Regions from separate parts of the Mus musculus genome. Here region 2 is linked to region 1. Evidence: chromatin contacts called from public HiChIP or PLAC-seq data. All regions are on one chromosome and are shown on one strand. The core of a region is the stretch at or near the end of the contact, and the rest is flanking DNA. Distances in the headings are between cores, read along the strand shown.

Region 1 (6,802 bases), core at 1,258-3,757:
TAGTATCCTAAAGGCCATAACATTAGCCCAGAGAAATTACAAAGGCATTGGGGTTTGCTCAATAGAACAATATGTGAACCTGGAATTCCCCTGGAAGGTTAGACAGGAAAATTCATTTCAGTCGATCGAAACCTGAATAAAAGCGTAAGACAAGGAAGAGCTGGTGAGGGCGGAGTTGGGTGTAGTTGGGTCGCTGGCTATGTACAGTGCAAAAGATAAAGCCAGAAAGAGGGTAGGCATCAAAGTGCATATGGTCTTGAATGCAAAGCTAAGGCCAATAGGCTTAAACCCCTTCACCGGTTGTTCTCAAACTGTGTGACTGCCAGATGGCCTAGACCAAAGGGAAAGGTGAAAGGGTGTGGAGGGAGATGAAATCCAGCCTTAAGGAGGAAAACTTTCCAGCCTGATTCTCCAGACTTTCCTAGTTGGCTGCCTGGGGAGGAGGAGGAGCCAGTGGGCGGTGGGGGTGAGGGGATAAAGAGGAACATCCCAGTGTCACCTAGAGGATGCAGCAGAGGGACCTTGTGAACTTTCTGGCACAAGTATGCCTCCCTGTCACTGTGGAAATAGGTGTTCACGTGAGTGCACACCTATTGTGAGAACAGACTTTTCCCCTACTGGTAGGTATCAGATTTCTCTAATAAATGCAGTTATTGAGTCAAACCCCAGTGTTTTACAAAGTGATAGCTCTCATTTCATCCTCACACCATATTCCTGGAATCGTTTTAGAACGTTCCATATGTCAAACAGTGTGCTAAGTGGTTCAAGTGGTACTCGCTCCCTCGGTCTTCAAGACAACCTTGGGACTATTAGTCTCTTGATTATTGTTGAGCTTTTTTTGTCTTTGCCTTGTTAGAGATCAAACCCAGGACCTCACACGTGCTACCACTGAGTGTGCTCTACCACTGAGCTACCTCCCTAGCTCAGTTCCCTTCATTTTAACCATGAGGGAAACAGAGGCACAGAGAAGCCAAGTGACGAATTCAAAACCAAACATCCAGGAAATGGCAGAACCAGGATGCAAATCTAGATTTGCCTGAGTCCAGTTCCCAAAACCTTAATCTCTATGCTTTGGTGGGCTCTCCTCCTCAGAGAAAAATTTGTTTCCCACGGCAAGCTTTGGGTCAATCATCTTTGTCTTTCAAACGCTCTCTGATACTTATTTCCTGGGCTACCACATCACCGGACTCTGGGGAACGTCTAAGAATGTATACCTTTGGATCGTGTACCTCTCTCCATGTTTCTAAATCAGGAGTCCTAAAATGGAACCTCATCTGATTTCCATGCACGCAGTTTGGGAATGGAAGGACTGCCTCCTGCAGCACTTCCTTGCTCCCTTTCTTCAGCCTGCAACAGTGCACACTTGCATGTACACAAATGTTCCACGGACGGGTTATTTATGCTGATGTTTCTTTTCCACCAAAACTAAGAACCTGCGTCTTTCCAGGTTAATACCTTTTACAAAGAATTTTCATTTCCCACCCAATCTCTTTGTATGCTGTGAGCATTTTAAACGACATCTTCCTTCATGGGACCCCTCTCATAGCTGAACAGCTTGATGGTTTTACAATGTATTATCCTGTCAACCTTAACATTGTTCTAATGTTTTGTTTTTATTTTTCCTTAACATTGTTCTAATGTTTTGTTTTTATTTTTCTTCCCAAGACAGATTTTCTCTGTGTAGCCCTGACTGTCCTGGAACTCACTTTGTAGACCAGGCTGGCCTCGAACTCAGAAATCCGCCTGCCTCTGCCTCCCAAGTGCTGGGATTAAAGGCGTGCGCCACCACCACCCGGCTTCTTCTAATGTTTTATCCATTCCTCACAACCGTCTGAAATGAGGTATATCATTTTCATGGCATCAATGAGAAATAGGCTCCAAGTTGCGCTCACTTGCCCAAGCTAGGAAAGAGCTGCTAGGATTTGAGCCTGGTATTCCTGGTATGTTAACTCTGGGTAAAGAAGTCCCCAAGTCTTGGTAGAGCATGCCTCTAATCACAGCACTTGGGAAGCAGAAGCAAGCGGATCTCTGAATTTGAGGCCAGCCTGGTCTACAGAGGGACAGCCTGGAACACACAAAGAAACCTGTCTCGAAAAACTGATGATGGTGGTGATGCTGGGCTGATAAAGTCTTTGTGTTGTTCTGGGGGAACTGAAGATGAAATGATACTTTAAAAAGTCTGGCACAGTGGTATCTCAATAAAGAGTGCAAAGGGGATACTGAGGCCAGAATGTAAATGACTTCCCGGAAACACCACGCGACAAGCAGCAGTCACAGCTTTAAGCCAGTTCTGAACTCTCTTCATGGGTAGGCTGCTTTGGCTAGCTGTGCAACTTCTCCAGGTCTCTGAATACCTTACGTAGCCCACCCTCAATCCTCACACCAGTCCGGGAGAAACCCTACACCAATACCTGGGCAGAGAGCGAGCGGCCTCTTTTAAAGAAGGGGGCGCGGTCACGAGCGGGGCGGGGCTCAGGCTTGCTGTCGCGGACGAATGACGTAGTCCAGAGCGCCGGATTCTGCCAGTGCTGGAAGCAGCATGTTGGTCAGCCAGCGAGTGACAGGGGCGCGAGCCCGGGCACCTCAGCTTGCGGGTCTCCTCGAGGCTTGGTACCGCCACGGCCGGACCACATCCTCCTACTCCGCTCTCTCTGAGCCGTCACGGGTGCGGGCGCTGGTCTATGGCAACCATGGGGATCCAGCCAAGGTCGTCCAGTAAGAGTCGGCGCCGCCACCGGGGAGGGAGCTGGGGTTCCTGGAGGGTTTTGAGGCGGGCGGCGGACTGCCAGGAGAGGACAGGGTCCGAGGAAGAGGGTTCTGCTGTCCTACAGATGCCGAGACCCCAGGGCGTGCTTGCTGACCCGACACCGGTGCTTTCCGGCGGCCAAGGACCCGCGAGGCACCGGTGCCAGAGTTTACTGACCCATATTGGTTTGAAGATTGTGGCAGTCACTCCTTTGTCTCAGTGGATGCTTCCGACTATTTGTCACAGCAACAGTCTGGGGGTATTTATTGCATTTTTTTTTCAGATGAGAAAAGCGAGGCATAAGAAAGTTAAAATTAACATTTGCCCCAAGTCACCCAGCCAGTGAGAATAGAAATTTGAACATACGGTCTGACAGCCTACCTAGATTCTACACCTGTTTTTAAATAGGAGATTATTGTTTGCCTTTCACAGAGGCCGAGGGGCTTGTCTAAAATGATACGGCTAATTAGTGATTGGAATAGGTGCCGGAATTCACCTGTTTCTCATGCGAGTTCCCTTCCACCAAGCCATGTGTGCATCTTGGCCTAATTATGACGAGTTGTTTAAACCCAGCTTGATGGCATGTGCCGTTAATCCCAGCACTAGTGAGGCAGAGGCCCGCAGATCTCTGTGAGTTCAAGGCCAGTCTAGTCTACATAGTCAGTTCCAGGATAGCCAGGACTATAGAGAGAGACCCTGTCTCAAAACAAACAAGCAAAAAGGAGTTGTTTCATAATCCCAGGATGCTGAGGTAAAAGGGTTATGAGTTTGAGACCAACATGGGTTGCATAATGAGCCTTTGTCTCAAAATACACACTCACAGTAAAAATACATAAAAATTTAAAAAAAAATCTTCAAATACAGTTTAGGGGATGCGCATGGTGTGTGCCTGTAGTCCCAGCACTTGCTAAGGGAGGAAGATTGTGAATGTAATGCTAGCCTGAACTACATATTGAGACCCTGCCTCAAAAACAAACAAAAAGTGGACAAGTTGGGCTTACCAACATGCATCTTATTATTATTATTTCTTCCCTTCTTAAGGTCTCCCTGTATGGTCCCAGCTAGCCTAGAACATGTTGAGTAGCCTTGGCTGACCTGGAGTTTCTAGTGATCCTTCTACCTCTGCCACCCCCAGCCCCCAGCACTGGGGCTGAAGTTGCCTGCTTCTAATGGGGGAGGGAGCTCCTTTGGTTATATGTATGTATGTTTGTTTGTTTGAGATTGGGTCTTTGTAGCCCTGGATGGCCTGCCTCTGCCTCCTAAATGCTGGGATTAAAGGCTTGCAACTCCAAACCTACCCACCCCATCCCCCTTTTTAAACAGAGGCTGGGCTCTTAACTTCCAAGTGCTGAGATTGCAGGTGTGTTCCCCACTGTTCCTGCTCCCCTTCCTTTCTCTCCCCTCAGACAAGGTGTTCCTGTGTTGCCCAGGCTGATCTGGAATTTGTGGCCTCTCTTCCCCCCCCCCCCAGGTTCTCAAGGAATTTGAATTATTGTTGATATTCTTTTACATTGTTCTAGAGTGGGTGTGGCCAGAGGGCCCATGCCCCTGAGTTTATCCGAAGCTCCTCTCTGACTGTCAAAGCACCTAGCCGGTACATGAACCATTACAGTAATTCTGTCTGCTGTGAATCAAGGAGTTATAAAGGCACCACAGGGGAAACTTCCGGGGCTTTTTGGTGGAGTGACATTTGTTCATTCTTATCCCTGTATGGTATATTTGTGATGTGGCCCAGAGAACGAAGTGACCTTGCCAAACCCTCAGCTAAGCCAAGTTAGGGCAAAGAGCTGACTCTAGATTCCCTAATTCCCAGATTGGTGCTTTCACCTTAGCCCTACTCCAGACAACCTTAACAGCTCTTTTGACTGGTAAGATATGTGTAATTAGTTGGTAGCTCACATGCGGAAATTATGAATTAAGATCCAACAGAATTTTATAAGAGGATATTATAGACATAGAGGTTCAGAGGTTGACTAATTTGTCTAAGATCAAACATCTCATATTTGATTTTAAGAGAGGGAGGGAGGGAGGGAGGGAGGGAGAGAGAGAGAGAGAGAGAGAGAGAGAGAGAGAGCGCGCTAGCTCTCAGGAGTCAGTTCTCTCCTGCCGTCTTTAGCGAACAGGTGATGGAGCTCAGGTATCAGGTCTGGGCATCAGTACCTCCGACTGCTGAGCTGACCCATCAGCCATAAGTTGTATTTTGCTCATAGGGAATCAATCATGTCAGGATAGACACTTCCCTGGAGATTTTGCTGCAGTGAGGTGATAAAGTCCTTATGAGCAGGCCTCCATTTTCAGAAATGAACTCAAACTGAGAGCAGTGAGGTGGTGCTCCCAAAGGCTCATCATTTGTGTCCCTCGCCAGCCTGCTGCAAAGCACCTGCTCCTGTCATGTTAGCCGAACCCAAAGCTCATTTCGTTAAGAAGGTCACCTTTTATTGCATTCTCCCAAGGTGATAAGGAAGGCTTGGGTGGTTAAACAGCTGTGTGCAGTGGCCTCCTGATTGGTTTCCTGTTAGAGTGCCAGGGAAGCTGGGAACAGCCCAGTCTGTCTACAGATGCCTCCAGGAAAAAAGCCAGCAGCTTTTGTCTTCTATGTAGACTTCTAGTTATTTCCCCAAGTTCAGAGCATTCTCTTCAGCCTGGATTCACAGCTCAGTCTGTCACCTGTGCTACATTTGGAAACTACTTCTGGGCTCTGCCTCTAAAGTGCTCAGTGGGTCTATCTCGGCCTAGGGTGGCCATTTATTTACGCTTTTCAGGCCTCCCGGTGACTGATGCCTAGCCATTGTTGAGGAGCAATGCCTACAGATAGATGGCCAGGCAGTAGGGATTGTCCCTGGTCTGGCCTGACCTTCCCTTCTGACTCAGATTCAGACAACTTTGCATGTGGGCTGAGGCCAGTGACCGATCGAGATTCCCTTTGTAGTCCTGTGTAAGGTTTACAGTGCCCACAGCCACCAAAGAATCAAATGTTCCTTTCCCATCTTAATGTCTGGGCATCACTGGGCCTGGTGACCAGAAGATCATGAAACTATCCAAAATCCAAACAGTAGTTCCCAGACAGGTGTGTTGTGTACTGTGGGCCAGTGCTCTGGGAGGTGGGGGGAAAGTATGAAATCAGGCTGCAGAGTCTTACAGGATTCTGGACATTTCAGAGGTGGCCAGAGCCACTGTTCTCTGTGCAGACTTCTAGATTCTGTACCACAGAGGTCTGGAAATCCAGATGTCCTTTTCTTTCCTCCTCCCTAGACCCTCCTGCCCCTCCCCCATCCTACAATGTGTTCCCTCAGAATGCTGCTCTCTTTAGTGATAGTATGGAAATAACTCTCATTTATTGTATACCTACCAAGTAGCAAGCATTGAACTAAGTTCTCTCCAGTTTCTTGGGATGCTGAAGCAGGAGACTTGTTTGAGCCCAGGAGTTAAAGATTAGGCTGGACAACATACTAAGACCCTCAAAAAAGAAGGGGGGCCAAGGGGCCGCAGGAATTCAGACCCATCCCTGTATTCCTGTATGTCCTTGTTCGACGGACCAAAATATGAGTCCCAAGAAGATGGGCAGGATCACCAGGAAAGCCAGAAGAGGCCCAGCAAGGCTGGTGAGTGACAAAGAGCTCTGGTCCCTAAGAGTCCAAGACTCGGTTAGCTCTCCACCAGCTTAGGCCACTTACACACCCTGCTGTGGTCAGGAACTGAGGAACCATCTTCCTCCCATTTGCAACTTGTGTTCTGCTTGTTAATTAGTAAAGTCTCAGCATCCTAAGCACTTCATTAAATCACAGAAGGCAACCTGCTAATCATGAGGACTACATACAGACCTGAGCAACACCACAGGAGCTGTCAGTCACCTTTGCCCAGTGCTATATGAGGGCACACATTCCTGCCTCATGTGCTGAGCAGATGGGGAGGTCTGTTCGGTTATGTGCTCTCTCAGTCGGGTCTGACTAAAATTATTTGCAATGATGGAGTGAAAGATGAAAGAACAAATGGCTGCTGATTAAACATGGGAGGCAGGAAAGAGCGCTCAGCAGAGCTGGCCAGTGTCTACCTTAC
Region 2 (6,802 bases), core at 2,584-5,083, 58 kb after region 1:
TTGTGTCACAGCTTCGCTTGCCTGCTGCATTTTAACCTGTGTTTTTTTCTTTAGGATTACATGCGTCAGGCAGGAGAAGTGACGTATGCAGATGCTCACAAGGGACGCAAAAACGAAGGAGTGATTGAATTTGTGTCTTACTCTGATATGAAAAGAGCTTTGGAAAAGCTGGACGGAACTGAAGTCAACGGCAGAAAAATCAGATTAGTTGAAGACAAGCCAGGTTCTAGGCGGCGCCGGTCTTACTCCAGAAGCCGGAGTCACTCAAGGTACTGTTGACATAGCATGAGTTGGGCACTCACAGTACCGCACTGCTCAGCATGGACGGCCCACTGGTGTTCTCTTGTTGGCTTTTATAGCATGAGTTCATGTGCTTCAGTGGCTCAGAACTTTGAACTGAACAGCTTGTGAAACTCATGAACCTCTTAAGTCACATACACAAACAGAAGCAAAGTCCTTTGCTGAGACAGGACTCAGTGACCGCTCACCTTTCTCTGGGGAGCTGAGTCATAAACTAAGCTAGAAGCACATAAGGCCAGGGCACCTATTCTTTTTTTTTTAAAGATTTATTTATTATTATATATAAGTACACTGTAGCTATCTTCAGGCACACCAGAAGAGGGAGTCAGGTCTTGTTACGGATGGTTGTGAGCCACCATGTGGTTGCTGGGATTTGAACTCTGGACCTTCGGAAGAGCAGTCGGGTGCTCTTACCTGCTGAGCCATCTCACCAGCCCCCTAGGGCACCTATTCTTATAAGCAACTGGAGTAGAAGCTGGCAGTGGTGGTGCATGCCTTTAATCCCTCTTGGTGTATTTGGGAGGTAGAGGCAGGTGATAACCAGTGCTGCACAGAGAAACCCTGTCTTTAAAAAAAGAAAAACAAAAACAAAATAACAAAAACCACAGGAAAAAAAGAATGGCCAAAAACAGAGTAGAGAGCACCAGATTTGGCAGGCATTTGTGAACAAGACAGATCTGATCCCCGCCCTCACTGAAGAAAACAGGCAGTGAGTGAGTGTGGTGGCCATTGTGACCCAGCACAGCTGATCCGGGCTCAGTAAGGATCTTGATGGAGACAGAGCTCATAAAGCTGGAGGAGATGGGTAGACAAGGCTGTCTTTCCAGCAGAGAGGCGTTTGATAAAGGCCTGCAGTGGGGGAGTTTCCCAGAGTAGAGAAGGTATGACTTACATGCAGCATACGTTTTCCCACAGCTGGGTTACCAGAGCGCATGATGTGCTGCCTGGTATTTCCTATGACCTCCAGGCTAGGGCTTGAGGTATTAGGGCATTTCAGCAAGGCTGTGGCATTAGTAGTGCTCTGTACCTAACTCCTGTCACATATGTGTGAGTTAACTGAGCTGAGCAATATCCAGAAACAACGCGATCTCTCCGTGTCTCTGGGGACCATGATCTCAGTACTCGTGGTTCCAACAGCTGCGGTCAGAGCCCTGAGTCTCACTCGTTTGCTTTTCATGCCAGTGGACTTGACTGCTTCCCCACACCTCTCCTGTGCGCACTGTTAGACCTAAAGGTTGAAAGACCAGTGTGCAAATATGTTTGCAGTATTCTCTCTCTTTTCTTTCCTTCCTTTGTGTGTATTTCATACATTGTAAGTTATAGCACTAATCTAAAAGTCCCCAAGAACACAATACATAACTGTCTTCACCAAATATCCAAGCCATGTTTATATTTACGCAGTTGCTCCATGGGTATTTTTATGCTGTAGTGTTTCCTGGCCGGGATCCAGCTCAGTCGTGTAGCAGAAGGCTGTTTCGTCTCTAACCTGAAACAGTCCACCTCCTGTCTGTGAGCACAAGTGCACCACTGCCAAACTATTATGTAGAGCGGGGCTTCGTTTTTTTCTTTTGTTTTGTTTGTTCATTGAAGGAATGAATGTCTTGGTTGACTCTAGATAGCCTTTTTTAATATAATTAGACAATCTTTTATATAATTAAAATTTGGGGTTGGGGTGTTTGGCCTGCATGTGTGTCTGTATTATGTGTGTACCTGCTACCTGCCAAGGCTAGATGATGTATCCGTTCCCCTGAGACTGGAGTTACAGCTATGAAACACCATGTTGGTGCTGGGCATCAAACCTGAGTCCTCTGCAGGATCAGCAAGTGGTCTCCATATCACGGGCATGCCTAGTATCTGCTGAGCTCAGGAGGGTGTTGGATCCCTGGAACTAGAGTTACAGATGATTGTGAGCCACCATGTAGGTGCTGGGATTGAACCCTGGTCCTCTCCAAAAACCACTGAGCAAATGTCAAACCCCTTACAGGCAATTTAAATTGTCTTTTTTTCTAACGCCTTTAATCCCAGGGCTCAAGAAGTCGAAGCAGGTGAATTTCTGTGAGTTCAGGCCAGCCTGCTCTACCTAGCAAGTTCCGGGCTAGCCAAGGTTACTGGCACCTTGTCTCAAAAACTATGTTGTTTTTTGTTTTTCTGCACCACAGGTCTCGCTCTCGAAGCAGACATTCCCGGAAGAGCAGAAGCCGGAGTGGTAGCAGTAAAAGCAGCCATTCGAAGAGCCGGTCTCGATCCAGGTGGGCCTGCAGCTCCCCTGCTCCCACGCCCCACACGCATGCCCGTGCTCTCTCCAGTTCCTGACAGAAAGTGGCTAGTCACCCATTACTCACCCGGCTCCTCTGTCTTCCAGGTCAGGTTCCCACTCCCGCAGCAAGAGCCGCAGTCGCAGTCAGAGCCGCAGCCGCAGTAAGAAGGAGAAAAGCCGGAGCCCCAGCAAAGACAACAAGAGCCGCAGTCGCAGCCGCAGCCCTGACAAGAGCCGCAGTAAGAGTAAAGACCACGCCGAGGACAAGCTCCAAAACAACGACAGCGCCGGCAAAGCCAAGAGCCACAGCCCCAGCCGCCATGACAGTAAAAGTCGGAGCAGGAGCCAGGAGAGGAGAGCAGAGGAGGAGAGGCGAAGGAGCGTGAGCAGGGCTCGCAGCCAGGAGAAGAGCCGCAGCCAGGAGAAGAGCCTTCTCAAGAGCCGCAGCCGCAGCCGGAGCAAGGTGGGCAGCCGGAGCCGCAGCCGCAGCAAGGACAAGCGGAAGGGAAGGAAGAGAAGCAGGGACGAAAGTCGAAGCCGCAGCCGCAGCAAGAGCGAGCGCAGCCGAAAACACAGCAGCAAGCGGGACAGCAAAGTCAGTAGCAGCAGCAGCAAGAAGAAGAAGGACACCGACCACTCCCGGTCACCGTCCCGCTCGGTGTCAAAGGAGCGCGAACATGCCAAGGCAGAGTCTGGCCAGAGGGAAAGCCGGGCAGAGGGTGAGAGCGAGGCCCCCAATCCAGAGCCCCGGGCCAGGTCAAGATCCACCTCCAAATCCAAACCCAATGTCCCGGCAGAGTCGCGCTCCAGGTCAAAATCGGCTTCAAAAACACGCTCTCGGTCCAAGTCTCCATCCAGGTCTGCTTCCAGGTCGCCCTCCCGGTCTAGATCCAGGTCCCACTCAAGGTCCTAACTGGCTCTGCCACGCTGGAACTGCCGAGAAGTGTTTTGTACATGTTGGTAGCCGTAGCACAAGAGTGAAGTAGAACACCCGTCACTGCTGTACATTAACTCCCTAAAGGTGTGTCTCAGTTGTTCAATCTCAGTGCTTCCTCGGTCAGCCTCCAGGCGCCAGGCCTTCCCGCTCTACTGAAAGCAGCTCCTCAGACCTCCCCTTACTCACAGTAGGACACCCAGACGCCTGCCTTTCAGGCCTGGCCACGGCTATAGGGAGCTCGGCACCCAGACGGCTGGCTTCTCAGGCTGGAGTGATGGCGTAGGTAGGTGTGCTGAGCTCAGCCGTCTGCCCTTGAATCGATGCCCTTTGATGTGTGCCACGTAGTGAAAGTGCAAGTCTTCAGTCTCCCACCACTTCGGTTTCCTGTTTCTGGACTTACCAACGTTGTGAATAGCACAGTGGAGAGAAACGGATCCCTGCGTAGCCCCTAGGAAGTAACACTGTAGGAGCTCCACATTCTGGTATTGTGATTATATTGTTTTATATTAAAAGGAAAGATTTTTTTTAATTTTATTTTTCCCCGTCTTGCAAAGTATAGTGACCCCTGTTTCCATTAAATTTGAATAAAGACTATTTTTGCTTGACAAAATTTCACCGCGCTTGAATCTAAATGGCATTTCCTGGTGTGTCATCTGTCCTGCTGTTTTCCCTGTGGTGAGAAGCAATATTTCCCAAAGGAATATTCACCCAGCAGAATGAAGGCAAGTCCCCAAGAGTCTGGGGTTCTGGGGTTCTCTTGAGAAGCTGTGGTCAAGCTGAGGAGAAGTGAGGCCATTTGGAAGCCGTGTCGCCTGTGAGTTCTTCATGAGCAGAGGGGGTTCTGGTGCCTGTCGGTCTTGTCATGATCCTCTTGTCACCGTAAAATCTGCACCGGAAACCAGGGGTATGCCACTGGAATACCATGCCCCAGTCATTCTCGCACTAATTGTCATAGCTCAGGAGGTGCCTGAGATGGTGCTGAGGGGTGGCACGTGTGGCAAGGTGGATCCTGGCCTCCTTAGTGCATGGGCCAACCTGGGAGCTATGCAGGCGTCTGTTGGGATCTGTCCCTAGAGTTCACACTGCTTGTCCATAAGCCAGACCTACAGGGCCTGGAAATACAAAATCAGATGGTTTTCTCCCTTCCCGGAGTCCATGACCTGCCTGTAAATGGTCAGCACTAAGGGCAAGTGGGCCTTCTGAGAAGGCAGCCTCCCTCAGTGGTAAAAAGCACAGGCCATGTGGGTTTGACTAAGTGGTAGTTAAGCCCAGCAGTGATGGTGCCCAGAGGAAGTATGGGGAGGAGCTTGAGTGCAGGGGGCGGGGTCTGTATGGGCAGCACAAGACGTCAGGCCAGGCGGTGGTGGCACACACCTTTAATCCCAGCAATTCGGTGGCCAGTCTGATCTACAGAGTGAGTCTCAGGACAACCAGGGCTACACAGAGAAACACTATCCAAAAAAAAAAAAAAATGTTATGGAGTGTGGTCAGGAGAGGGTATAAAAGACCAGTGAGACATGGCAGTGGGAGATTTGGATGGCCATTCTGAGCTCTTGGAGAAGTAGGTGAATTGGGTCAGATTGGACCATGGAATCCCAGGACAGACCAGGCAGCCAAACTAAAAAACCTCCCAGACTCTTGAACTCACCTTCCCTTTATCTGGGTTCATCAGTGCAGCATCCTGACAAGGATGCTAACACGGCTGCTTCTTATTCTCTGGGAACGTAATGTGCAAGGCGGTGGCGTTCTCGGCATATGGGTTCGTCTGCACAGTCCCCATGGGATTCAGCATTTCTTCCAGCTCGTCAGGAAACGAAGACCAGCTATGCAATATGACGTCTCCAGACCTCAGCTGTCCTTTGAAGTCAAAAACCATGGTATTTACCCATGCGACAGGATAATGCACTTTCCCGGCTTTCCTGATGGTCTGATACTTAGAGGGATTAATAGTCTTTGTTGATTTCTTCGTTTTTACTTTATCCAAAACTGCATAAACAGCAAAACATAATCGAGCCATTCTTGGTAAGTCACAAATATTAATATCAAATTCCAGTTGTTCATTCCAAATATGGTCGTTCTTTCCTGATATCTCTGAGCTTACGACGGTTTTACACAGGAGCTCGGTTCCGTGAAAAAGCCCAGCTCGGACATGAACTTTCACAGTTTCTTCTGTATTAAGCTTATTTCCTTTAACCAAGGTAATTTGGAAAGGGTTGCATCATACATGTGATGTTCCATCAATCCTGGAGGGCTCCTCACTTTACCCTGTAAGAATGGGGATGTGGACATTTTATATTTCCATTTAGTTTTTTGTATGAATGTTTTGTTTTGGGGGGAATTTTTTTGTTTGTATTTTTTTTCTTGTTTTTTTGTTTTCGAGACAGGGTTTCTCTGTATAGCCCTGGCTGTCCTGGAACTCACTTTGTAGACCAGGCTGGCCTCGAACTCAGAGATCCGCCTGCCTCTGCCTCCTGAGTGCCGGGATTAAAGGTGTGCGCCACCACGCCTGGCTGATGATTTTTTTTTTTTTTTAAAGAAGAGTTTATTTTATGTATATGACTACACTGTAGCTGTCTTCAGACACACCAAAAGAGGGCATCAGATGATTGTGAGCCACCATGTGGTTGCTGGGAATTGAACTCAGGACCTCTGGAAGAGCAGTCAGTGCTCTTAACCACTGAGCCACCTCTCCAGCCCTGTATGGCTTGTGTGTGCCTGGTGCTACAGAGGCCAGGACCTCCCTGAAACAGGAGTTACAGGTGATAGTGAGGCACACGGGCTGGGTACTGAACCCAGATCCTTGGTAAGAGCAGCAAGTTCTTTGAACTATCTCTGCAACTCCTAATTTTTTGTTAAAAATTCATATATTTAACTCATAACTTTTCCATCTCACAATGTAAGCTTTGTTCCTGTTTGGCTTTGTTTAAAAGCCAAAAAGTTACATTTCTCCAGTGAGCTCTGTGGTGGACATTGGGAATTTTTAGTCATGGATTCTAACTGCTGATCTTTTGGGGCAACCATATGAAAATTCTGTATGCACCCAGGTCCCTGGTGGTGGGCTCTCCTGGCATTCTCATAACAGGAAGCTCTGAATAAAGACGCCCAAGCAAGATGTGAGGTGCCCTCTGTCTGCAGTGGAAGACACAGACGCTCACGGACATTAACAACATCTCAGAATCTGTCGTCGGCCCTGTTGCAGCCAGGGAAGCTTCATGCAGCAGCATTGCGTGCAGAGAAAGACCTGCTCTCCAGCCCTGATCCTATGGAGTGGGTATGCATGGGTGTCCGTAGATAAAGAGGAAAGCCTA

What was found. HiChIP or PLAC-seq counts read pairs in DNA pulled down with a chosen protein or histone mark.
Region 2: a contact with region 1 is called in an H3K4me3 HiChIP or PLAC-seq map of embryonic stem cells, with 2.3 times the contacts expected there. The contact joins the enhancer-like site here to the promoter of Mecr in region 1. A contact is called at or near these places in 1 of 15 datasets of contacts at CTCF or cohesin (CD8 T cells), 6 of 484 Hi-C or Micro-C datasets (the HL-1 cell line, Th1 cells, embryonic stem cells and 2 more), 2 of 115 datasets of contacts at active chromatin or transcription factors (both in embryonic stem cells) and 3 of 9 other capture datasets (adipose tissue, liver and pancreatic islet).

The regions. Positions count from the first base shown.
Region 1 is chr4:131,840,964-131,847,765 of GRCm38.p6, forward strand. It overlaps Mecr (mitochondrial trans-2-enoyl-CoA reductase), which reads left to right and starts at 2,508. Exons shown (of 10, transcript NM_025297.2): 1 at 2,508-2,715. The coding sequence starts at 2,540.
Region 2 is chr4:131,897,603-131,904,404 of GRCm38.p6, forward strand. It overlaps Srsf4 (serine and arginine-rich splicing factor 4), which reads left to right. Exons shown (of 6, transcript NM_020587.2): 4 at 55-269; 5 at 2,460-2,549; 6 at 2,663-4,123. The coding sequence ends at 3,470. Gm12992 (predicted gene 12992) reads right to left here. Exons shown (of 5, transcript NR_102393.1): 5 at 1,876-5,759. It also overlaps the pseudogene Gm12978. Among named protein-coding and RNA genes, the nearest start is that of Gm12992, 19 kb to the right of the region's middle. Within about 2 kb of position 3,834, at least 14 of the 459 cell types and tissues checked have an H3K27ac peak or open chromatin away from gene starts, as enhancers often do. A contact at or near this core is called in Th1 cells and embryonic stem cells, where this site is marked.